Linked DNA regions of Mus musculus: regions 1, 2, 3, 4, 6 and 7 are each linked to region 5. The links are chromatin contacts, called in public Hi-C, HiChIP or PLAC-seq, Micro-C and promoter capture Hi-C maps. All regions are on one chromosome and are shown on one strand. The core of a region is the stretch at or near the end of the contact, and the rest is flanking DNA. Distances in the headings are between cores, read along the strand shown.

What was found. Promoter capture Hi-C pulls out the DNA fragments that hold promoters and counts their contacts. Hi-C and Micro-C count contacts between places; a contact is called where the count stands out from the background. HiChIP or PLAC-seq counts read pairs in DNA pulled down with a chosen protein or histone mark.
Region 1: an H3K4me3 HiChIP or PLAC-seq map of embryonic stem cells shows a contact between it and region 5, with 18 read pairs. The contact joins the promoter of Elp1 here to the promoter of Ptpn3 in region 5. A contact is called at or near these places in 3 of 39 promoter capture datasets (cranial neural crest, hippocampal neurons and liver), 1 of 484 Hi-C or Micro-C datasets (embryonic stem cells), 6 of 115 datasets of contacts at active chromatin or transcription factors (embryonic stem cells, forebrain, pancreatic cancer cells and 2 more) and 1 of 9 other capture datasets (adipose tissue).
Region 2: a Hi-C map of nephron progenitors shows a contact between it and region 5, with 4 times the contacts expected there. The contact joins the promoter of Ctnnal1 here to the promoter of Ptpn3 in region 5. A contact is called at or near these places in 2 of 39 promoter capture datasets (cranial neural crest and embryonic stem cells), 3 of 484 Hi-C or Micro-C datasets (embryonic stem cells and nephron progenitors) and 6 of 115 datasets of contacts at active chromatin or transcription factors (astrocytes, embryonic limb bud, forebrain and 3 more).
Region 3: a promoter capture Hi-C map of hippocampal neurons shows a contact between it and region 5, with 2.9 times the contacts expected there. The contact joins the enhancer-like site here to the promoter of Ptpn3 in region 5. A contact is called at or near these places in 6 of 39 promoter capture datasets (the 3T3-L1 cell line, 3T3-L1-derived adipocytes, cranial neural crest and 2 more), 1 of 15 datasets of contacts at CTCF or cohesin (the NIH/3T3 cell line) and 1 of 115 datasets of contacts at active chromatin or transcription factors (astrocytes).
Region 4: a contact with region 5 is called in a Micro-C map of embryonic stem cells, with 3 times the contacts expected there. The contact joins the enhancer-like site here to the promoter of Ptpn3 in region 5. A contact is called at or near these places in 4 of 484 Hi-C or Micro-C datasets (embryonic stem cells and pancreatic cancer cells) and 2 of 115 datasets of contacts at active chromatin or transcription factors (embryonic stem cells and pancreatic cancer cells).
Region 6: a contact with region 5 is called in an H3K27ac HiChIP or PLAC-seq map of embryonic stem cells, with 4 times the contacts expected there. The contact joins the promoter of Frrs1l here to the promoter of Ptpn3 in region 5. A contact is called at or near these places in 11 of 39 promoter capture datasets (3T3-L1-derived adipocytes, the C10 cell line, cranial neural crest and 7 more), 9 of 115 datasets of contacts at active chromatin or transcription factors (bone marrow-derived macrophages, craniofacial prominence, embryonic hindbrain and 3 more) and 1 of 9 other capture datasets (pancreatic islet).
Region 7: an H3K4me3 HiChIP or PLAC-seq map of embryonic stem cells shows a contact between it and region 5, with 9 read pairs. The contact joins the enhancer-like site here to the promoter of Ptpn3 in region 5. A contact is called at or near these places in 4 of 39 promoter capture datasets (cranial neural crest, frontonasal cranial neural crest, maxillary cranial neural crest and 1 more) and 4 of 115 datasets of contacts at active chromatin or transcription factors (bone marrow-derived dendritic cells, embryonic stem cells and forebrain).

The regions. Positions count from the first base shown.
Region 1 is chr4:56,800,896-56,804,543 of GRCm38.p6, forward strand. It overlaps Elp1 (elongator complex protein 1), which reads right to left and starts at 1,436. Exons shown (of 37, transcript NM_026079.3): 1 at 1,264-1,436. It overlaps Abitram (actin binding transcription modulator), which reads left to right and starts at 1,434. Exons shown (of 6, transcript NM_001081420.1): 1 at 1,434-1,831; 2 at 2,701-2,752; 3 at 3,259-3,388. The coding sequence starts at 1,717.
Region 2 is chr4:56,863,936-56,867,525 of GRCm38.p6, forward strand. It overlaps Ctnnal1 (catenin (cadherin associated protein), alpha-like 1), which reads right to left and starts at 1,276. Exons shown (of 19, transcript NM_018761.3): 1 at 1,042-1,276. The coding sequence starts at 1,179.
Region 3 is chr4:57,606,328-57,609,846 of GRCm38.p6, forward strand. All of the region lies in intron 2 of Pakap (paralemmin A kinase anchor protein), which reads left to right. Among named protein-coding and RNA genes, the nearest start is that of Gm52699, 14 kb to the right of the region's middle. Within about 2 kb of position 1,369, at least 78 of the 459 cell types and tissues checked have an H3K27ac peak or open chromatin away from gene starts, as enhancers often do. A contact at or near this core is called in 3T3-L1-derived adipocytes and hippocampal neurons, where this site is marked.
Region 4 is chr4:57,780,947-57,784,196 of GRCm38.p6, forward strand. The region is part of intron 7 of Pakap (paralemmin A kinase anchor protein); the gene reads left to right. Among named protein-coding and RNA genes, the nearest start is that of Gm35099, 27 kb to the left of the region's middle. Within about 2 kb of position 1,280, at least 207 of the 459 cell types and tissues checked have an H3K27ac peak or open chromatin away from gene starts, as enhancers often do. A contact at or near this core is called in embryonic stem cells and pancreatic cancer cells, where this site is marked.
Region 5 is chr4:57,298,626-57,301,892 of GRCm38.p6, forward strand. It overlaps Ptpn3 (protein tyrosine phosphatase, non-receptor type 3), which reads right to left and starts at 1,744. Exons shown (of 26, transcript NM_001384115.1): 1 at 1,656-1,744. Gm12536 (a long non-coding RNA gene) reads left to right here and starts at 1,114. Exons shown (of 3, transcript XR_003955208.1): 1 at 1,114-1,685; 2 at 3,146-3,267.
Region 6 is chr4:56,988,985-56,992,620 of GRCm38.p6, forward strand. It overlaps Frrs1l (ferric-chelate reductase 1 like), which reads right to left and starts at 1,407. Exons shown (of 5, transcript NM_001142965.1): 1 at 1,050-1,407. The coding sequence starts at 1,287. Epb41l4b (erythrocyte membrane protein band 4.1 like 4b) reads right to left here. Exons shown (of 25, transcript NM_001355492.1): 25 at 2,988-3,636.
Region 7 is chr4:56,905,535-56,908,974 of GRCm38.p6, forward strand. It overlaps Tmem245 (transmembrane protein 245), which reads right to left. Exons shown (of 18, transcript NM_001369260.1): 11 at 681-779. Among named protein-coding and RNA genes, the nearest start is that of Gm22300, 6.4 kb to the right of the region's middle. Within about 2 kb of position 1,592, at least 6 of the 459 cell types and tissues checked have an H3K27ac peak or open chromatin away from gene starts, as enhancers often do. A contact at or near this core is called in embryonic stem cells, where this site is marked.

The DNA.
Region 1 (3,648 bases), core at 186-2,685, 500 kb before region 5:
ACTGCTCAGAGGTTAATGAACACTGGCTGCTCTTCCAGAGGACCTGAGTTCAGTTCCCAACACCTACACAGCAGATAACAACTATCTATAACTCCAATTCCAGGGAACCCCATGCCTTCTTCTGGCCTCCATGGTCACTTGGTAAAAAGGCAAACTCATTAATCTCTCTAATGCCCCAATTCTTTTAGCATGAAAACCGACTTCTCTAAATTGTCATTCTGACACTGCTCACTCATTTAACTTTTTGGAGTTACACAGTCCTGTAGTTTTCTCAATGCTTTCAAAGTTAGGAAACATCTTCCAAATGTTTCTAGGATCATAATCTGCTAACAGCCTTCCTTTGGCACCTCCAACTGCACCTCCCTTGACTCCACCCACACATGTTCTAAGAGGTGCTTTCATACAACTTTGATCATGTCCCAAAATTCTGACCATTGATCCACTTTCTCCCCTACCTTCAGGCTTGGTAGCTCACTAAAGGGAAGATTAGATAAACCTATATACCTTGTAAATGAACAAGACCAAACTAAACATTAAACTCACATTAAAATCAATCCTGATATTATCATAAGCTGACCCTTACAAGCATATGAAATGCAACCTGAAAAACAGAGAACCTGCTGATCTCTTATCAAATAATAGCTCATCCTGGCTTGGGACTTATTGTCATCTCTGTTTCCACAAACTAAAATTTGTCTTTGTCTCTTTTTCTTTCACTTACACATCGAGATATTTGCTGGTTATATATCATGGTTCTCAATACGCAAACGAATCCTTTACACAATACCTAAGATCCGTTATGTGACTTACAACAAAACCTTGCCAAATGTTAGGCCCTAAAGACAAAAGACTATAAAATCACAGCCATCACAGAAATCCCGGCTTAGGTACACCAGGTAGGGAAGCACGAGATACACTACTTCATAGAAAAGTCCCAAATGCGAGCGAGAAGGGACCCGCAGCACAGCACAGAGGCCTCTATTTACCTATCACCTTCCACGACAAGCTGGTAGAGGTTTTATCTACACGCTACAAGGAAACCCGCAATTGGGGTACCGGACCCTCATCCCTCGCAGCGCCCCAAGACGGCCCCGGGGAAAACGTGTACAGAAAGCATCCGAAACTCGAAGAAAGAAGAGGTCCACGCCCGGCCCGCCGGCGCGCGCAGGCAGAAGCGCGTGCATCTCCCCTGCACCAGAACAGCCCTGGACAGCAAGACCAGGCCGCACACAGCGGCTCGGACTGGGACGGGCGAATGCTCACCTACGACGCCCTCGAGGCGGCTCCGAGCCCTCACGGCGCACTGGGTTTGGAAAGGAACCGCCGATGCACACGGGAGACGAGAAACACGATCCACTGAAGGGCGAAACACGCCAGGTAGCACCAGAAAGGCGGCGCGGACGTGGCGTCACCCGCGAGGCGCGCTGAGTGACGTCACCGGGTGGGTGTGGCCAGACGCGCCTCCTCAGGAGCTCGAGGGTGCTCAGAGGGTCCAGGGGATCGGGGAGCCCTCACCCGGCAGAGGCAGGACCTTGCTGTCTGCTGTCCCTCAGCTCTTTGACACCCGGTTGTTTTTGCCCCACAGTTGGGCTTTGGCCCAGGATCACAGGTGACTGGGGTCGGGGAGGGAGTTTGGCCGCCAGCCGGGGAGTCGCGCGCGTGCGCACGACACCAACCGGCTCCCACGCGCCGGAACTACGCTCCTGGACTAGAGGGATGGAAGAGCTCCGCTGCCCCGAAGCCAAGCTGGCGCCACCAGAGGTAGTCATAGCTACCGAAGCCCCGCCACCCTCCCTTGTGGATCGATACTTCACTCGCTGGTATAAAGCGGGTAAGTGCGGGATGGTGGTGAGCTCCGCTTTACCGCACGGGTGCAGGCACTTCTGCCACGCGATGCAAGCCACCCGTGCTCTTCCCTGAGCATCCTAGTCCCAGGAATACAGATTTGCGCTGATGAAGAGCTAAAATAGGCGCTTTCCTTCGTGGGAACCGCAGCGCCATGTGTGGGTTGTTTGCAGGAAAGGACGTGAACTAAACTAAGGAACTCCGCGTTGGTCTATCTGGGCTTTCCCCACACTACTAAGGGTTGGTGTGCTTGGAGGGATCAATCCTACGCCGAACCGGGAAGAAACCTTAGGCATGGAGAGAAAAATTAAGAAATGTTAAGGAAGCAGTATCTAGTGTTAAGAAGAAACTGTGCATATTGTCCACTGGACGTTTGAAATAGGCTTCTCTGGTGTTCGTTCTGCCAAGAAAATACCGATACCACCTTTGGGGATCCTCCTCTAGCCTCTATTTTAGCCTTTTTAAATTCAGGGAAACCGGTAGACCCACATATAATATTTAGGATAAGCATCCTAAATTCTCTTTAGGACTGAATTTAAAAAAAAACGTGTGATTTTTGCATACCATCAAGACAGCCTCACAAAACACCACCATAATGTCAGCAATGTGGCGCTTATAATAGTGTTTCTCTAGGTGTACTCATTTTAAAGTGACAAGATGGAGGAGCTAAGAATGTTACCTGCCTTAACACTGAGTAAAGGATTCTATGTAAATTAGGCCACTTAAAATACTTCATAGCCTTTATTTACTTTGCCCACTGTGCTCAGCTTCGCAATGAACAATCTTCATGAACCAAAGGAGGTAATCACGTGGTAAATGCCAGTTCAACAACCTGCGACTCATTTATTCCTCTAGATGTTAAAGGAAAACCCTGTGAGGACCACTGTATACTCCAGCACTCCAACCGGTAAGCAAACCGGGAATCTTAAACTATCAACACTTTCCTTCTGGTAGCTAGCCTGGTGCGGTCTTGGGTCGGGTATGAGCATTCATGAAACTGTCTTCTGTGGTGTTGAAACGGTGTTATAGGAGTGTGTTGGCAAGTCTTGTTCAGTCATATACTGTTTGGCCAACCTGCACCAACCACTGTACTGCTGGACCTAAGGAATGGTTCCTTGTGGAGGCATATGTCATGCTCTGTGTACACAGTCTTGCCTTGCTTCTCTGCTATCCCCGCTTACTAAAGTCTTGTGGTACTTTTCCCTTCCCGGGAAGGAGATTCAACTCTCCTTTCTCCTCTTGTTATTAAGCTCCCCGTGCTACACTTAGGCTCCAGTCTCAGCAAAGAGAAGGAGATAATCGGACTAGATGGAGGTCAGTGTGGATAGTCATCTCTCAGCAGGAGGATGTGTGTTACAGGAGGAGGGTTCTGACCATGCCTTAACACAGGACTGACTGTTTCTCTCCTTGTAGAATCTGTGTCATCACACTGGCAGGATCCCATCCAGTTCTTCAAAGTGGCAAAGCCATTCAAAGGATTTCCTATCAGATCAGTAACAATTGCAGCAGACTTGAGAACAAAGTATCTGGGAAATTTAAGCGGGTATGTTTCTGTAATTCTGTGATTTTTCTTTTCTCCTGTGATTTTTCTATTCTCCTGCTATGATGGATCCAGTCAGCCGTAAGACTTTTTCTAGCAGTTCAACAAAGTTTTCAGTAAAAACACTCACCCCTGCCCCCCAAAGTATATCAAGAAGCATAGTGAGTACCAGAAAGTTCTGGGATCCCGTTCTTCTTATCCTCAAAGGGTTGAGATGGAAGATGGGCCATGGCCTTTGCCTGTAATCCTACCTCTTGGGTGGC
Region 2 (3,590 bases), core at 26-2,525, 440 kb before region 5:
TATTTTTGCGACCAGGCTGGAACAGACAGTATTTAAAAGTCTATGGAATAGTGACAACCTCCCTTTCATTAAACGTGTTTATGTAAGGCATTGGTGGACAGGAGTTGAGGTTGTTGTAAGAAATCATCTTTTAATTTGGAGTCGGATAAGATAATTTAAGATTCTTTCTACCTCTAAAATCTTGGTAATCCTGGCATGAGTCACCAAGGTGTTACAGGCTTAGTATGAGTCACACATCGCCAACGCACAGCCAAAGACAAAATTCCTCCCTTGGTGTTTGGCACAGTACCATAGCTGTAGATGAGGAATTCTAGCCCTCGGGTTATGTATACCTCAGCTCAGAGAGACAAACTTTTTTTTTTTAATTAAGCACATCCTAGCTGATTCTAGACTTCTTTTATAACTCAAAATATAATAATGCACTAATCCCAACTGAGACCTTGCAAAAGGTGTGCATCAATCAGGATTAAGCACTCCTTCCTGTCACTCTACAGAGTTCTAGCAGACAGAGGTGGTGGGCAGGCAAATGACAGGGAGAGACAGGACAGGTGGCCGGAGTGGGTGGGAGTTGGGCGAGCCCACACATGACCAAGGGAACAGGACAAAGGCCTTGGAGAACACGCTGGAGTAAGAGGCAAACTGGAATGCCTTAGTCTGCACCCAGCGCCTGGGTCTGGCCTGCGATGCGGACAGCGACAGCGGCGGCCGACTGAGCAGCGGCCGCCAGCTTGGCTCTGGAAGTCAGAGAACCCCATAGGGGTCCTACTGACCCGCGGCTGGGCCTCACTCGGAGCCACTGGGCCAGGCGGGTCCGGCTGCCTAGGCCGAACAACGCACCTGCTGGGCTCCAGCGCTTCCAGCGCTTCACCGCGAGCCCAGGAGTAGCCGCCCGGCTCTGGGCCCCCACGCGAGTCCCGCCGTGCCGCCGTCTTGCTCGCGCAATGCGGGACAGCGCCGCCTCCCGCCCCGCCAAGCCGGACCGAGGAAAGAGCGCCCGCCGCCATCGCGGGCAGCGCACACGGGGACCAGGGGCCGCGGTACCTGAGAAACCAGGGGCAGAAGAGTCTGTTCCACCGAGCGCGTCCTGATCTCCAGTCCCGAGTCGAAGGTGAAGCCAGCCGCGTTGGAGGAGTGGACAGCTCCCGCACCGCCACCGCCCGGGACTGGAGAAGCGGCCATGGCCCTCCACCGATAGCACAGCGCGCTATCCGCACCTCTGCCTGCCCGCCAACCAGCCTCCGGGTTGCCCGCCGCCTCGCCGCACCGAGGCCCCACCCCTACCCTTGTGCCACTACTTCGGCCCCGCCTCCATGCGACCCTGGGCCCGTATCCCCGCCCCCAGGCCTGTACCACCGCGCGGGCCCCGCCTTCGAGGCCACCCAACTCTAGCTAGTTCTGCCCAGCACCCTAGCCGAGCCCCCTCTACGTCCCGCCCACTGACCCATAGTCTGGCGCGTAGCAGTCCAGGATCATCAGCTCCGCCTCTAGGGTGGCACGCCCCACCAGCTCCGCCCTAATACCTGGGCGGCCCCACCCATCCACTGCCATAGTCCCACCCCGCGGACCCGCCCTCTGGCCGCCCCTGTGCCTCTTTCCTCAAGGGTGAGTTCCAAAGCCTAATTTTATCTAGAGCAGGCCACCCGAGAGCCTCCACAAGTTTATGTGGCCTCTTACCAGAAGACAACTGTCCCCAACAAAGCTTTCCACCAAATCCATTTGCCTCAAAAGTCAATTCTGATTTCCCGTAAATATTTCTACATGTTTTTATGGTGTTGAACCTCTGCCCTGGGACTGAGACATCAATTACACTTGTAACCATCTTTCTTTCAATGGCTTCCGAGGAAAGACAGTCCCATTTCGCCTCCACTTCTATGTTCTGATTGTATCTCTTACAGAGTTGAAACATTTGATAATATATTCACATATCTTGATACTCAGCAAGAAGGCAGTGTATCTTGCAGTTACCTTTAGAATTCACCTTCAAGAGAATCAAAAACAAAAGTTTGGGCTCTGGCTAAATAATACCTTTTAAAAACTTGTAACATTGTTTCTAATATTAGCCAAGAACTAGCAGCATGTTAACTGCTCCTTGAATGAAAAGATGTGTCTGACTGAAGTCACTTAAGGCTAAGAATCCATTCTCTCAGCCCAACCATGAGCTCACACAGAATCCCTGTGGTGAGAAGAGGTGCCAAAGCGCCTTTTCCTCCAGTTTCCAGGAACAAAGCCAAGGAAGGCATTCAGAAGCCTGTGTCTTAAGAAAGATTCTACACTGACCTTAGGAAGGACCCAGCGACTGACTAAGCAGCACAATAAAGCATTTTTGAAGGACCATAGCTGCTAATGAGCACACGTGGGGGCAAAAAGGAATCTGAGACTGGCTTTCTTCATCAAGTTAGGCTGATGGATTCGGCTTGCAGTGTTGGAAGGGAAGCTGAAGGACTCAGTTTCACCTGCCCAAGCAGCATGGGCATCTCCGGTAATGGTATAAAAGAGCTCCTGAATTCAACTCATCCTCCAATTCTTTTTTTCTTGTAAAGTGTGTCTACACGTGGGCATGTGTCCGTGAGGGCAGTGCCTGAAGGACAGAGGCATCAGATCTCCTGGAGCTGAATTAAGGGGGTTACCAGCCGTCCAACATAGGTGTTAGGAATTGAACTGGCTCCTTTAGAAGAACAGTATGCACCCTGAGCTGCAGAGCTTTCTCCAGGCTCCTTCTCCCAACACTTACCTTAACCCTCTCTCACGCCTGATCTACAAGGCTGCCTCCCACCAAACCACTGAGGACTTCTGCCTCAGCTATGGACTCTTCTGGCCTCTTTATGGTGTAAACACTTACTCTGCAGACAGCTTCCCTCATGTAAGATGACCCAATTTCATAAAAATACTGGCATCAGTATAGATAGTGGCACCAAAGGTAGGATACCCAGGGAAAGTCTGGACAAAGTTCAAATTCCTCAAAAAGAGGAGGCTAAGTTTATCACCGGTTTCATTCAACATTTGTAACTTTATTTCAAAATATAAATATTTTACATTTTACAAAGATCATCAACAAGTTGTGAAAGCAAATTAAAGCTAAGAAACGGCATTTGTGTAATAAAGAATATTTATTGTTTCATCTGAACACTATTTTTCCTTTCAAACCATCTCCTTCACCTGAGAATGCAGAGGCGATATATTTTCAGAGTTAAATAATTACAGCGGTATGTTCAATCTTAGTTTCACAATCAAACAGTATCTGGAGTACAATCCAAGTCCCTGAACAAGTGGCACTACAGGGACAAAATGTAGTAAGAGTTACACTTCTGGGTCACTCCAATACAAAAGAATTGGTTTTCACAATAAGCAAAAACAGTGTGAAGATCTGTTTCCATACCTTTTGTTGTATACATAAAGCTAGAAGGAAAGACCAGTATAAAGAACTTTGGACTTGGAGTCAGAGACTCTGTAACCAAGTTCTGGCTCTATCCTTTTAGGATGTAAACTTCGGAGAGAGGAGGGCAGGAGGGGGAAGAGACAGAATCAGCAACCAGTTTTTCAGGGCTCCTAGGACTCTGACCATACAGTCACTGCGATACTGCCTGGCTCAC
Region 3 (3,519 bases), core at 119-2,618, 310 kb after region 5:
GCTATCAGAAATGAGTTGTCAGGGAGTCATGGCAACAGGACTTGTGTGAGTCACCCGGGGTGATAGCGGCAGCACTTCATGTGGATTCTATGAACCAACAGATGAAGTCACCAGCTGATATGGGAAAGTGACCAAAAGATCAGTTACAGAGAAGAGTTGAAAGGACCAGGGAATGAGACTTTTCTCATGAGGTCAGAGGGGTTGTCACATGGGAGTGTCATTAGAGAGTAAGGACAGTTCCAAAGCCACTTCCTGATCCTGATGCTAGCTGACTCAGAAGCCCACATTCTCAGGACTGTCCTACACTTTGTACCAAGTCTAAAACTAGACCGGTTTGCCCGGAGGGGAGTACTTCCCACTCTTCCAAAGAATGAATAGGATCCAAACTATGGACCTTACAGTCTTGTCTTAGCTGCATTCGGATAGATGCCTTCACTCAAATTGAACTGTCCAAATCGGTAAATCAGTATGTTAAGAACAAACCTGAGGAACGTAAAATGATTTGAACAAAGTGACATGCAGTACAGAGCTCCCTTAACTAATATAAGTTAAGCTTATAAGTCTATGGTTAAGATTTGAATTGCAGTGAGCATTTAAAATGTGAAAACACCCCAGTTGGGACTTGTGTGGCTGCTTGACACTCGGGTGCGGTCCCTGGCCTTTTGGCATGATGTGAGGCTGGTTTTAAAGTAGAAACGCGCTGTGCATAACCTTAATGTCCTGCTCTGGTGCACACTTGGCACCCAGGCTTGGTCCAGTGCAGAGAACTGTCAGGGTGGGAAAATATAAATAGTTATAAATCACAGAGAAAGCAAGTATAATTTTAAAATCTTAACCTTCTGTGATTGAAGAGTTCAGATGTCTTCATGGCTTAAAGATCTGGAAAAAAAAAAAACCCACAAAAATCAGAAGCCAGAGTGTAGAGGTGGATGAGGGACTTAGGGAGAAACCCGTCTCCCTGATGAACTGGACCCGAGTATACACAGTCCGTGTGTATCAAAGGGAATACAGGAAGCGAGTAGCCGGTGGCTGGCAGGGGAGGCTCAGAGGCCATCACAGAAAGCTTCATTCTGTGTTGCGACTTGACTCCATGTGCGGTGAAGGAGGTAGCACAGCTGTAAGCCAGCTGTGTTTCATTTCGGGTTGGAAACAGGGCCCTTTGTCCATTCCAAATGTTCTCGCCACCCCCCATCCCTCAATTTCACGGACTTTGGTTCTTAGTGGAAAAGTCGTTGACACACAGGTTCGCTCTTGGAAGCAGCTGCTCGAGAATTTTGGCAACCTTTCTGGATTGAATTTAAGCCGACGAGCCCATTTTGTGATGTGCAATAAGGTAACGAAGTCATTCAGTGGATTTCCCACACAGCCTGTGTCTTGGTAGCCTCACTGGGAACCAGGCCAGAGAAGGGTTGGCTTCCCCGCTGAGAAGAACATAAAGGGATGTGGCGCCCCCTCGTGGATGAAGTTTCTTAACCGCATTCCTCATATTTTGTCGGGATGAGAAGGCATATTAAAACACGCTAATGAGTGCTTCTTAACTGGGCTGCTATAAAAATGGGAGAAGTATAAATAAGGCTTTCAGAGACTATTTACTGCCCAGTCTTTTAATGGTGCAAATAATGACTGTGAGCGACAGCATCCTGTAACCTGAGGGCCTATGAAGAGTTATAACACAGAACGCTGCTGTCAGGGCTCCTGTCAAGTGGAGGGAGACATGCTGACTTTGGCACCACACCTGAAGAGGCCTCTGGAAATGCTGGCCTGGTCTATTTATTTTTAGCCAGGTAGTGACTACCCAAGAACTCATTTAACTAAATGTTGATTTTGTTCATGTTTCTGAGCTTGTGGATTTTGTTTTGTTTTGTGTTTTAATGCAAATCTTTGATTACCTGTATTATTTTCTAAATTTAGAGCCCTGGATGGGAAAACTCAAAGACCCCAAAGCATGCATGGGTGGTACACTTTGGTGCTTTCAGAATAGGGCACAGATATGGATGGTTCACAGTGACAGGCTTGCTATTGTCATTAAACCTTGAGTTTGGGCTGGGGAGAGAGTTCAGTGGGTAAAGCACTTGATGCCCACACGCGAGGACCTGGCCCCATGTAAAACTGGGTGTGGTGTTTCTGTGTCAGGATGGAAGGCAGAGGCAGGGAACACCCTGATGGCTTGCAGGCCAGCTAGCCTAGTAACACACAGAACAGCAAGAGACCCTGTGTCCGAACAAGGTAGACGCCAAGGGCTGATACTCGAGGTTGTCCTCTGACCACCATACATGCACTGTGATGCATATGACGCACACTGCCATACACGCGTGTACAGGTATACAAGTCTGAGACAGTTAAGATTGGCAAGGAAGGCACCCATCATGAGTCCTAATGTCAGAAAACTAATCACACCGTGTTTTAGAACTGAGAGGCAAACGTGTGTTAGTAACCGACTTTTCTGGCTTCTCCTGACAATGATGGCAATTCCTGGGGAACATTTTCTGGGACACATCATTTAAAAGCCCTGGAGAGAGAGAGAGAGAGAGAAAGAGAGAGAGAGAGAAAGAGAGAGAGAGAGAGAGAGAGAGAGAGAGAGAGAGAGAGAGAGAGAGAGAAAGAGACAGAGCAATCAATGCTAGATAGTTGCCATGAATCCCACAATTCCAAGTTATTCACTCATACTAAGTTAGCCAAGGCATGTAATACATTTAAAACTCACCTTGAAGAAAATTTCACAGAAGCTTCCACATTTCAGTAATTCTGGTGAGAAATAAGTTTGTTTGTGTTTTAAGCAATAAACTTCAACAACAAATTGATTCCAGGGGCACCTGCCAAGTTCCTCTAATATCCTGTTAGCTATTTGGGAAACAAGAGAAGACCCTTCTTCTCCAGGCTCGAGGGTCAGGTGACAGGGTCCCTGATAACCTGATCCTCTATCTCCACCGCTCTCTTTTCCATGATCACAGACAAACCTGCACGGCTGGAGGGGCATAGGTTTCAGTGGCCACGCCTCTACATACCTCACTGGAAGCTGCTGGCTCTAAGAGTTCCTTGCTCCTTCCCTCTGGCCCCCTCTCTCCCTCTCAACAACTGGATCACATACGTGTGCTGTGTATGTTCATCTTTGGGGCCCTCTTTTCTTTCTCCAAACAATGTTCCTGCAGCGATCAATGGTTATAAATTAGAACAGACAGTCTTGACTTCTTTGGTGTTCTGTGTGAGACCACAAACCACCAAAAGATTAGTTCTTTTAAACCTAAAGTCAAAGTCAGAGCCTGTGGATCAAGAAAGGGATTAGCCCAGTGTGGTACATACCTTTAACCTCAGCACCGGGGAAGCAGAGGCAGGTGGATAGCTATTAGTTTGAGGCCAACCTACACAGCAAATTTCAGGCCAGTCAAGGCTGAATAATGAGACCCTGTCTCAAAAAAGAGGGAGGAGATTGGAAAATTTAGTTTATATATACTTTCATGAAAATGCTCTTCTCTAACCCACTATGATTAAAAATGATTAAAGTATGTTTAGTTTGGAATT
Region 4 (3,250 bases), core at 30-2,529, 480 kb after region 5:
ACTTCCCTAACCTGGGGAGGTCCCAGATTTCCAATACAAAGGAAGTTAGGGAAATGAAATCCGGCTGGGACTTGGACTTTTCTCCCGCTGTGTTTGTCATTCAAACAGATTTTAAGAAGTTGAGCCCCGGGCCTTGTGATTGTGGGCGGAGGAGGGGATGGCTAGGGCGAACTGGAAAAGCCCCAGGGACTATAAAGGAGTCAGACTTGGGAGGTTGTGGATCACCGGGAAAGCGCTTCCCTGGTGAACAGCTGAATCTGACTCCGCTTGATGTGATTTTTCCTCTGCAGAAAACTTGCCCTAAAGCTGAGTAAGACGCACAATAGCTTGCTTTTTGAAAATGCTGTTTTCTGTCTGGGCCATTTATGGGTATATTGGTGTCCTCTCTAAGGACTTCTAGACTGCTCGGTTTTCCAAAGGTCATTAACATTATTTAAATATTCATCGCGGGGGAGGGGACGACAGACTGAAATTTCAGACCTCTCTGAAATGAGGGATGGCTGGCCACCTGCCTAATGGAGTCAAACCCTGAGCCTCAGCTGCTCCCTTCCCCAACTCTGGCATTGTTAACAGACACGCTTTGACACCAGAAGCCACCGACCGACCGCTGCACAGCCACAGCAGCCTGAAAGATGTACAAACCAAAGATTTTCCAGAATATCTCTCTACCTGCATCTCAGCCTTTGGACCACATTAAACTCTTATTATAGCTAAGAAACACTTCCCAGCCAATCCCTCTATGTTCGCTCTAACCAAGGGCCAGTCAGGGCTTTCTCCCACACATACTTCCACACGCACTCATACACATACACACACACACACACACACACACACACACACACACACACACACACACATATATATATATATATATATATATATATATATATATATATATATATATATGTATATATATATATATATATGTATATACATGCGGCAACGCCTTCACAGACACCCACCCATGCACTAACTCAGACACGCGGCGCCCTCCCCAGTTAGGAAACATTCTCTTGCCACCTCTCCCATCACTTCGGTTTCTCCATTCATTCATGCAGGCATACATACATACATGCATTCATTCACCATTTCTTAGGGCTCATGTTCTGTTCCAGCTACCAAGAGGAGGTATGGGTGGATGGGGAGGAGCAATGAAAACGGAGGGCGGACCACCGGCCTGGAGTGGGGCGGGCCCGGATGGGTGGGCGGGGCTCCCGGGTGCCAGGCGAGCCCAGAGGCTGCTGCTCTTGGCAGATGCGCTGGCCCCAGGTTGGGGCTGTGCCGCGCCTTTCCCTGGACGTTGGGAGCAGCAGGCGGCAGCCGCACCACGCTGGAGCGGAGCCGGAGTACTGCGCCCTCGGAACTGGCGCCTAGAGGTGGGTGTTCAAGTTGGGGCGTGGCGGTTCGGAACTCGGGCTAGAGCGCTCTCCGGCACTGGGAAAAGGTGGATTGTGAGGGTCTTCAAGTCTGTGTCTAGTGGATCCTGTCTGGGAAGCTATTCGAGCTAGAAAGGTCCTTATGCCTTTGAATTTTTTAGGTTTAGGGCATGGCCGGGCTTATTCAATACTTACATATGCTTTAAAAAATAAACAGCCCCACCTTCCGCCGAGATATACAGGAAAAACGGTGAAATCAAATGTGGCTGTGCAAAAGAGCCAGTAGAGGTAGACGAAGCCACCGAGGTCAGTTAGCCAAAAACTCCTGCCTGCTGGGGTGGCAGTGCTGGCGGCATCTTTAGAAGTCTATAGCTTTGCAAGGAAACTGAGGCCTAGGGTGCTCAGCCGGAGCACTTTTGGACTGGAGTCTAGGCTGCTGAACTTCTTAGCTGATGGAGGAAGCAACGGTTCTGAAGGTCAGGAAGGTTGGAGGGTGGGGGCTCGAGGTGAGCAGGATCGTCTGTCCTGAGGCTCGGCATTGAGGAGTTCGAACTGGGGTTTCATCTCCAGTGAAGCCCGGTTGAGAATCTGCGAATACTTTGAGGGGAATTTTAGGAGCAGGTCGCAGAGGAAAGTGCCACCTTTAAAGTCCGTAGAGGAGGCACGCTGGCAAAGATAAGAGCGGAGAGACTCTGGCAGCCCTGGGAAATTCTAGAGAAAGCCAGTGGATTAGAAGAGACCGAAACGAAGCCCGTGAGAACGGGAACCCTCACTGGAGAGCAGTGGCGCAGGTGGCCGGATGAGAGCGGGTGAGGGTCGGAGCAGCCAGTGATGAGCCAACCGGGCTGGGCTAGCAGCTGGGTCGCCGAGCTACACAGCACAGATGAACACACTACTACTCACTAGGCCCGACAATCCATCATCCCAAGCATGTGTGAAAAGGATGACAGTGGGTTCTCTCCTCAGACCCGGTAGCGTTTGTCCCCAGAGATTGCATACTGGGGACTTTGACAAATCAGCACCTTCCCCCGTGTCCATTCCAAGCCCAGTGGCTATAATCCAGCAAATTTACTACTGGCGTTTGCCTTTGAAAAATTGATTTTATGTGCCGTATTGTATCTTTTGAGTCCATGAACAAGTTTTACTTCTCTCTGGAAGCTCTTTTTGTCTCAGCGCGTGCTCACAGGCGCCTGGAGGCTGAAGAGATATATATGCTATGCACCTGCCATCAACACGCCTGGGGAACCGGCTTGCCTTTGCTCTGAATTCACTTAAGCATCACTCTTGCCTTCCTGGCAGCATTTCCATTTTAACCAAACATCCTTTCTTTCTCTAAGTCTGGCGGCATTCCCGGTTTTGACCAACTAGATTTTATAGTATTATGGGAAGGAATTGATTACTTTTAACACAGATGTTCATGTTCTGATTCTACTGCTTGCTCTCCACTCTGTTTTTGATCCTTTTCTTTAAAAGAGGGGGGGGGGAGGGAGGGAGAGAGAGAGAGAAAATGAGAATCCTCTCCCTTGGAAGGGGGAACCTCAAGAGTCCTGTGGAACATGTCCCCACTCCCACCCCGAGTTAGCCGTGGCCCAGGAGCACCTGTCTAGGTCTCCATCTCTGCCCCAGTCAGAGTTCTGCACCATGGAGTTCTGTCTGGTTTCTGGGATGCTGAGGTGCAATCACGAACAGCTTGGCTGGTCTTTGAGTAGGACAAACATTTTGAAATCCCCATTATCTCATAGCTCTGGCATGACAGTTGGCGGTGTTTTCTGCCTGCGGAGTGCGGAGTGGTGTTGTCAGAATTCATTTAACTTTCATAAGTGGTTTGTTCTGACCCAGTAGCCCGAGGATCTCCAGTGAGTAAGGTGAAGCAG
Region 5 (3,267 bases), core at 494-2,993:
TCTATAAAATGGGATCGTGACACCAGTCTCAGAGGGAGACCTGTAAAACTGAAATGAGATAGTCCACATACCTAGCACAGCTCTGCAAGGTGACTGCAAAGGTTCGATATTATCATTGAAAAAAAAGAAAACAAAAGTCCAGATGAAATCCTCATTTAGCCTAGGTTACACAGAAGGCGGAGGCTATCTCACTCAGTTAATTCTACTAAAAGGGGAAAGAGGGACGACACGGGGGGTGGGGTGGGGGAGGGGTGGAGGTGGTGAGGCACTTCAACCCAGACACTATATAGAGGCATTCCTGGTAGGCACGGTCGGAAGCAGGCTGCTACTGGAACCTACTGAGCAGAGGCTTTTGGGCACTCTGTAATGCACAAGGAGCAGCCACCACAAAGAACGATCAAACCCGCTGTGAGAAGCTAAGAGACCCCCGCTCCCCAATCCAAAAACATAAGGTTAAGCATGAGAGCTTTGCAGAATATGCATCTTTTTCCCAACCAGGATTTCCAATTCATCCGCTTCGACATTTGCAAGATGGATCATCTTGCAAAAATAGTTCTTTCTGTGAGGCCCGAGTGTCAACTTCTGGAGTTTCGGAACTCACAAAGACTGCCATTAAACAAGAGCAGCTCACCACCGCTCTGTGGAGTTGCTTTTTTCAAAGCCTCAGCAGACGTTCTCCTGGGCACAAACACAGACCCAGAAAATGACTGCCTAATTCTACCTTCCTGACAAAATGGGAGCCATGAGGGTCTCTAACTGAATTAAAATCACATCACGCCAACTGCTCGCTTGCTTTATGCCGGGCACGGAGCCAAACACCTCCACACCATTTATCCTACTTAATCCACCACCAACCAGGCGAGGTGGGCATTATTGCTGCCTGCGTGCAGTGGAGGAAATGGAGGATCAGAGAGGTTAAACGACTCGTCCAAGGTCACCAGCTGGCCAAGGGGAAGAGCCCAACTTGAACCTAGGTCTAGAGTTTCCCAACCACAAGTTCCCTGTACCTTCACGGAACACCCAGGTGTCAAGTTATCTTAACTTCTCATGAATTTTTTAAAGGCAACCCTCAAGTTCGTAATAAGTTTAGGAGGCAGCAACCGGGGGCGGGGGTTTCCGGGCGCGCTCTCTCCCTGCACAACGCAGCAGTGTCACACCGCAAGTTACCAGAGAAGCCACCCCGGTCGCCCGCGGAACGGGGCGGATTGGTTTGGCACTGGAGTTCGTGCCAGGCCCAGGAAATGCCATCTTTGCAATCTGAAGGGGAATTCGCCCCGGGTGGCTGAGCTTCGGGGACCGCGGAGAGCTGGATCCCCGCAGCGGTGCGCCCCCTCTGCCGGGCTGCGGATACCTCGGCGCCAAGCCCAGGGCTCGGCCAGACTGGAGCGCACGCCCACGCCCGCGCCGCTGCGTCCAGAACGCCCAGCCTTTTGCCGCCCACGCCCGCGCCCCGCCCCAGCCCCGCCAGGTGATCCGGGCCTGCGCCCCCCGGATGCCCGACGTGGCGCGGAGACCTGGGGCTACCAGCTCAACCGCTAGTCCTCCCGCGTGTCCGCCGAGCCCCGGACCGGGTGGGGGTTGGGTAAGCCCCGCGTGTCCGCGATCGCAGCAGCCCGCGCTCCGACCCTCCCCGCAGAGGACCCAGTCTCCCATACCTGCAGCATCCGGGGGCGCGGGGCGCCCAGGTAGGTCGCGCGGGCGGGCGGCACTGAAGCTCGCTCGCGCCGCGACCTGGCCGCCGTCTGAGCATGCCCAGTGCAGCCCGCGGGCGGCTCCCGCCGGCCCGGCTGTGGCCGCGACGGGCCCGCGCGCGGGGCGGGGGACCCGGGACAGGGGCGGGCCCGGGGCAAACTCGTGGGACGCTGCCACTGGCCTCCGCAGACCACCTGCCAAACTCCCGCAGACCTCCAGGTCCCCTGGCTCACGCACGCAGCCATTCGTGCTTTTAGCATTTATTGAACACCTACTGTGTGCCTGGCTTTCCCGGATTGCATGCCTAAGAATGGCAAGGGCTTGGCGCTCAACGAATCTGAAATGACAGCGAGCCTTGCGCGGTGGCTTCGTGGCTGAGTTGGGGGTCTCGCTGACTCCAGCGGCTCCGTGGCTGAGTTGGGGGTCGCAGGGCTCCTTTGCTGGTCCTAGGACACCAGGCAGGTTAGCCCTTCCCAAAGCCTATAGGGCCCCTAGTGGCGGGCGTTCCAGCCGGCCTCTTCCGCCTCCTCCCACACCTGTCTTCCTGCGCTCCGACTGCACCTTCCTCCCCATCATACCCTCTGAACTTGACCCGCCTGGAGACCTTTACACTGCCTTTCCCTCGAGGTAGGACGTCTTTTGCCCTGCTTTGCTGGTGTTTCGAGCCCTCTCACCATTCAGGTGCCTCTTGTAGGAGAGACCTTTCTGGCTACCTTTCTAAATTAGCCCTGACCTCTTGCTCCCTCTCCAAGTCCATTACCGCACTCCAAGCATGTATCACTTATCCATTCAACAGTTACTTACGTTCTTCACACTTAATATATAGACAAAATCTCTGCCCCTTGTTGGGAGTTTAGAAGGGACTTTCTCGCAACAAACAACAGGTCCGTAAACAACGCAGGGTATTAGGTGATAAATTCTAAGAACAGGGGAAAGGAGCCAGGCAAGAAAGATAGGGGGTGGCCCGGTGAGAGCTGGTGGAACAACCAGATCAGGTGACAAATACCATTCAGTCACGCAGCTAAACAAGGAAGCTTTCTTGGGACGATAAAGCCGGTGCAAAAACAAAACAAAAACAAAAACAAAAAAACCTCAAAACAAAACGAGCGCAAGCTTTGTGCCCGTGAAACGGAAGGGCGAGCGGAGGGGCTGCTGGAGTATGTTGCCGGCTGTCTCTCGCGACTTAGATTTCCCCCTTAAGGAGTACCTCCCCTCTGTGTCAGCTCGGTAACTCCGCCTCTCAAGAGACCCAGCCTCTAAACGACGCTTGGCTTCCAGTAAGAACTAAAAACGTTTTGTTGAATGAATATGATAACAAAAGGATGGAGAGATGGTTAGGATTCTATGGTCGGACCTGGGTGCTAGATATCCCGAGAACCTTTTGTTCCCATGTCACCACGAGACCCTCAGCCGTGCCTGACTTCCTGGCTTAGATCCCGGTCTCTGTCCCAAGGTAGTGCACCGCTGCAGGCGCCGCCAGAACCTCGCGTCCGGGGAATTCCTACAGAGCCCGGAGTCCTAGGGGTTGCACTGTCCTGGCCCCGCCTAGGATCGCACGCAAAACCTGGAGCTCGG
Region 6 (3,636 bases), core at 157-2,656, 310 kb before region 5:
TTCTATGGAACTTCTATCAGAGTAGCATCCTTAATAAGTAGGCAGTCAGTATTTTCTCCCCACTTTGTCTTTTTCACCCTCTGGAAAGTGAAGGTAGTGAGTGGGGTTCAAGCAGCTACTTGGGGTCATTAAGCTATAAGCTGAGAATTACGAAGGAGCAAAAGGTCCCTAAGACTGGAGACTTCATGCCAGCTTTGGATTGTGGGGCTTCTAGATTTCCTTGTGTGAGAGAGAAAATCCTATCTTATTGATGATATTAACATTTGTATGCTGCGTATAGCTGAACCTCATCCTCATTAAGAGATATATCCACGAACAGATAACCTCATTTCAACCCTCAGCTTGATTCTTGGCTCCTCTTTGCCAAGCTTTCCGAAAGCTGCGGAAGTAAGAGACCAGTTTCCATTCCTTTTATCAGAATGGCTTTGCCTTTTGTACTCTTTGAAACAGCTCCTCAGGGAAGCTGGCGAAGAAATCTCAGTCTCTGGGCCCAGATGGTCCCAACAATGGTGGCTCACACTAGGAGACTACAAGTGTGGTAGCAGCAGATGTGGGGTGGACTGGGGAGGGAGCTATGACCCATCTCTGGCGCCTGGGCAATGAAAGATGGAGCGACAGTACCTGTAAATTTAGGTTATTCCAGACCTACCAGGAGGTAATTGTGCAACGGTTGTCTCTAAGTTGGGTTTTCTGCTTCCCGCCTGCTGCCCTGGGCTCCGGAATTCTAGTCCAGATGGCGCCTCCTCCATTGCAGGAGAATGGAGGAGGCCAGACGCTGAGAACTAGGGGAGCATAAGCTTAGCACCTTCTATCCACAGCCTCGCAAGACTTGAGACTGACTCTCCCGGCCCTAGTCTCCCCACGTGTAAAGAGGGGAGCGGGCGCTGACAGCTCCTCCAGACTTCCCTCCTACAGGCTGGGTCAGAGAGCCGGGCTCCCTACTCTAGTCTCATCTGTGCCCATCTGCCTCCACTGACACCTTTGCGGACCCTTCCTGCGCCCCTCAACCTCCCACCCCCAGGTCGCCCCTCACCCTCTGGTAGCCTCACCCTCCTCTGACAGGTAGCGCAGGTCGTAGAACTCGCTGGCGAAGGTGCCGTAGGAGGAGTCGTGGCGCGGCACTGCCTCGTCCGCGCCCGCGTCCCCTCGCGCGCGTCCCCGGGGTCCCCGGCCCCCCGGGCCCGCGCTGTCGTCCGCGGGGCTGGCATCGCAGGCAGCGATCCCCGCCAGCAGCAGTCGCAGGAGCAGTGGTACCCAGGCCGGGCGCCGCAGGGGTTGCCCCGCCATCGCTGCGCACGGATCCCGCAGCCAGGCCGCTCCGGCCGCAGCGGGGACCCCGCGGGCGCGGGCCGGGACCGAGCCGCCGCCAGCACGCGCCGCGCAGCCGCGGAGCGCCCGCACCCGCCGCCTCCCTGCCTCGCTCTGCGCATCCTCGCTCCAGCCCCGCAGCCTGCCCCCGTCCGCTCAGCATCACCCCCTCCTCGCCTGACGCTCCTTCTTCGCGTCCTTCTTTCTATTCTCCCCATCGCCCAGTCGCCTCCAGATTTGACCTTTCTGGTCCCTGGGTGCTTAGTGTGGCCCGCTGATCTACAACATCAGCACCACCTGGGAGCTTGCTTGTATCGCTTCAGGCCCCACTCTGGATACACAAAGCAGAATTTGCTCTCTTACTCAAATCCCCAGCATCCAGTTTCCACACCTTATTAGAATGACTGTCGCCAACATCTTGCTCCTGCAACTTTTCGTCCGGAGAAAAAACTTACTAGACTCATAAATTTCTCTGGATCATCACAGAAGGAAGATGAAATCACAAACTCCCACTATCTACGTAGTCAAGCAGATATCAGAGACAGTGTGGAAAGTGTAACTTAAGACCTTGGCAAAAGCCACAAGTGCTGGAGTATAACCTGAGCCTTTCAAACTAGGCAAATGGTTTACCCAATTTCCCCAGAAGCAAAGTGCACAGACATTAAGTGAGCTAACCATGTCTGATAAGCACGACGAATCTCCACGTTTTCACATCAGCTTGTAAGACACTGCATTATTTATCTGGCCATTCATTTGCTCAATTATATACACAGATCCCAGGTTTGTCTTTAAATGACCCTTGTTGGGGTGGTGACAACTAGTTGTCTTCTGCAAGAAATAGTGACACTATCTCTTCCTCGATGCTACTTCAGAACCTTGCATGTAAACCTTTCTTCTGGTTCTTTTTTTTAAAAAAATGCATAAAGTAAGGAAACTGCTACTGAGGCAGAAAAACAGATTCCAAATGCACACCTAGAAGTCAGACTGCCTGGGTTATCAATAATGACCAGTGATCACTAATTCCCAGGATGTAGTGCATATTAAATAAGACCATGTAGGGAAAGGGTTGTAGGGTTCAATGTCACTGATGTCATAACCTTGCACAGAACTATGAAATACTGAGAAGCCAGTAATTTCAACTGATTTTTAGCCCAGTGGCTGGAAGACATGGGAGCTGTATCGGGATGGGAGATGCCTTGGGAAATCCAAAGGCCAGCTGTTCATTATTGTATATAGCCGACAGGTCATCAGAAGTTAACTATGTTAATCCTGCCAGGGTCTCACACTGAACCTGAAGCTCACCTCAGCTATGCAGGCTGGGCTGGGAGCTTGGGATCCCCCTGTCTTCCCAGCACTGGTATTATCGACATGCTGCCGCATACTGTTTTTTATTTGGGCATCAGGGATTTGAACTCAGGTCCTCATGTTTGCACAGCCAGTACTTTACTAACTGAGCAGTCTCCTGAACCCGGACCTTGCTGGATTTACCTGTCTAGTGAATCCCTAGGATCCACCTCCCTCTGCTTTCCACCCCAACACTAGGGTAATAGAGAAATGCTGCTGTGCCAGGCTTTTATGTAGGTGCCCAGGGTCCCAACTTCATTTCATACAGCAAACACATCACCCACTAACCCATTTCCCAGTCCCAGTTAGTCACTTTTAAAAGAAGAAGCATTTAATTTCATTTTCATTTTTAAAAGACAGACAACCTTTATTTCTCTTCTCATCAAAATAATTTCTCAAAAGGACCTTTTTTTTCTGTTATAAAACATCCCCAGATTAGTGCTACCATTCAGTATCCAACCAGGAACAGATGTGCCCTGCCTCTGACCGCCTGGTGTATGTCATTTTTCACTTTGAATTTCATAAGATATAAAAGCTGTGATCTTGGAAGTCCCTCAGAAAGTTAAACATAGAGTTGCCATATGATCTGGCAATTCCAAGAGGACCCAAAACATATGTTCACACAGAAAAATTTGTGTATGACTGTTCATAAAATTATCGTTCATAATAGCCCCAAAGCAGGAGCAACCCAAACATCTGCCAACTGAATAAATAGATAAACAAAACATAGCATCCTCATCATCTCCATTATTCAACCACAAAGACAGAATGACGTCCTGATACATGCGATAACACAGAGGAACCTTGAAAACATGGTTAAATGAGAGAAGCTGATCATGGAAGCCCACATACTATATGATTCCAGTTATATGAAGTGTCCAGAATAAGCAAATTCATAATCAGAAACCTACAGGCCAGGGTAGGGGTGGTTAGTGGTTGCTAGGGGGTGGTTAGTAGTTGCTAGGGGAGGGGCAGAGTCACAGG
Region 7 (3,440 bases), core at 342-2,841, 390 kb before region 5:
GCTTATTAACACACACGATGCCAGGCTCAATCCCCATCACCATGAGCAAACAGACGTGGCTTCTGTATGTGCACTGTACACAGCTACTGCAGAGGAAGATACTACATGATGAGCAAATGATGGAAGAGGATACCTCAGAGATTACGGGGCTTGCCAAAGAAACTAACCACCAATGGAAGCCGACACTAACAAAGGCTTAAGTTCTCACTGCTGGAATGGGAAGTGAAACTCTAAAGTTAACAAAGTCCTTGTCTTGGTTACGGTTTTATTGCTGTGAACAGACACCATGGCCAAGGCAAGTCTTATAAAGGATGACATTTAATTGGGGCTGGCTTACAGGGTCAGAGGTTCAGTCCATTATCATCAAGGTGGGAGCATGGCAGTATCCAGGCAGGCAGGCAAGGCACAGTCAGAGCTGAGAGAGAGTTCTACGTCTTCATCCAAAGGCTGCTAGTGGAAGACTGACTTCCAGGCAACTAGGGTGAGGATCTTATACCCACACCCACAGTGACACACCCATTCCAACCAGGTCACACCTATTCCAACAAGGCCACACCTCCAGATGGTGCCACTCCCTGGTCCAAGGATATACAAACCATCACAGTCCTATAGACCCAATCACCCGGTAAAGCACAATGCTATTACTAGTTACTATGGACACTTAATCTAAAAGAACTTACCTTAACAAACCAAGAGTGATACAGTCTGTCCCACAGTTCTAGAACTTGCTTTTCAATCACAGCCGTATTGTTCACCTTATCTCCTAGAATTTTGTGAAGCTAGAAGAAAAATACAGGTACAATCTGATTGATATTTTTAAGTAATTTAGTATGATCAATACATGCTGGGTCTTTGTTTTGTTTTTAAATGCCTCCATGTTCCAGTAAATTCTCCCATCTTCTCTCTCATCCTCCCTCCCACTTCTCTTCCTGGGTCTCAGGGTACAAGAGAACAAGACAAATGCAAACACACTTAATGACCTAGTTGGCCTTACCTGTCCAGTGGAAAGCCTTTCCAAAGCAAGTCTAGATAGAGCTTAAGTCTTGCATTACTCCAATTAAGGGTTGCCTTAAGACTCTTAAGTAAAATTTAGGACCTTACATACAAGCACAAATCTCTCCCTGAGTCTGCTGAGACAGGCAGGGCTGGCAGGACAGACTTCTGGGAACCTGACACAGCAGGCACAACTTACACTCAGTGTAGTGTCTCATCCTATTTCCTTATTAGAGACATTTGTAAAGCTCAGAGCAAAGAGCTCAGGAGGAGATCACTTACCTTGCTCAATCCCTAGCACAGGCCAAAAGGGGGGGGGGGGGCACTTAAGAGATTTTGATTTTTGTATGTATAAGTGTATGGGCATACATATGCACAAATGAGTGTCAAAACCAACGATGGACACCGCGTGTCTCCCTCAGTCATTTTCCACTTTACTTTTTGAGATAGAGTTTAAATTAACCTTGAGCTCACCAGATTCAACTAGACTGGCCAGTCAGCAGCCCAAAGATGTTACTGCCTCTATTTCTCAGCACTGGGATTGCAACACAGGGATTACCTGTGGCTGGCTTTTCTTTTGTTCATTTGTTTTGAGATAAGATCTTTCTCATTTGTAGTCCAGGCTGGCCTCCAACTCACAGAGCCCCACCTGCTTCTGCCTGTCCTGGGGTTAAAGATGTGGGCTGAGCTTCATTTACATAGGTGCTGGGGAACAAACGCAGGTCTTCAGGCTTGCAAGACAAACTGCCAAATACTTTACAAACTGAACCATCTCCCTAGTCTCAAAACAACTTTATTTTATTTTATTTTATTTTTTGGTTTTTCATGACAGGGTTTCTCTGTATAGCCCTGGCTGTCCTGGAACTCACTTTGTAGACCAGGCTGGTCTCGAACTCAGAAATCCACCTGCCTCTGCCTCCCGAGTGCTGGGATTAAAGGCGTGCACCACCACGCCAGGCTCTCAAGACAATTTTAAAAGACAAGCATTGGATTGTAGTTCCATTTTCTTAAAATAACTGCTTCCATTTTCCCATTTTTTTCTATAACTTCCTATCCATTCACAGAGATGAAATATAAAATCTGTGTTTTTTTAATCATAAGCATTTCTATCTCTAGTGTTTGTCACCATCTTACATTCAATGGTGTTGTGTTCATTTATTAAATTCACTGCACTTAGTCACTACTCACAGGAGGATATATAAACAGTCCCAATTTTTAAGGCAGTCAGCATCTTCACATATGGTTCACGATTCGTATCCCCAGTGTAAACTGAAGAGTCGTCAAGGCAAGTAATGGAGTGCTGTGCACTGGCCAACAACGCTCTAAGGAGTTGTGTAAGTACTGCTTTGGAGTACTGCACAGGACACCACTTTCCCCAAGGCAGTATGAACTAACTGAAAGCCTTAAAGATAATTCAGCAGGCTTTAAGTGGAAACCGTTATTTGTTCTTCATTCCTTTAATGATGAAAGGCTAATTCTCCAAACTGGTTGACAATATGCATTTAGGTACTTCTTTGCCCACATGATGTTGGCCTTATAAATACCTGAACCAGTTATATCTGGTACAAACCGCTTATAAAAGTGGTTTGCTCATAAGCTAGACACAAATTATTCATAATAAATATAAAAGCCAACTATCTCTGAAAAACATTTTATTTTTCAGGTTAAAATGTTGTGACATTTATCAGTATTTCTTCAAACTTACTACCTTAAAGGCCAACACTCAAAGGCTGTTCTATGACCTCCACACATACAGCCGCCTACCCACCTACACACATCTATACCCTCTATCCCCTTCACACAAGAAAGCACACATAGTCAATCACATACACCATTCACACACACGTCACACTTGAAATAAATTTACCACATCAGGCTGATCTATATAACAGCTAATGAACAACTGATGGCTAATATATACTCCCCTTCTGTCTTCTAAGTCAGAACCAAAAACATTTCCTGACTTTTGATCCCAATGTCCTCATTTTTTAGGCTCTTGAACAAGAGGTTACATAGTTATTTCTTTTCTGTAAGTAGCCTGAAATTTATTTTTTAATCTAAGATGTAAGGTGTAGTATTCACCAAAATTCCTTTTATCTTCTTACCTAAAAGGCAAGAATGTCAGAATAAAAATTTCTCCAATAAATAAATCTGAATAAAATGCTATGGCTTTATCAAAATAACACATTTATAGAAAGCTGCAAGCTCTTTGCAGAAGCTGACTCTTCCTCCCACGACAGTTCAAAGATCTATACACACATACTTATCTCTTGCTTGTTCAATTTTTTTCCAATATCATCATGTGCCAATTGATCAAGCGTCTTGGACAGACATAATAAACCTGAAAGACAAACCTCTCAACTCTTAGTGAGTTCTTTTTCATAACTTGGGGTGTTACTTTTTTGCGTTTGTTTTTCGAGACAGGGTTTCTCTGTGTAGCCCTGGCT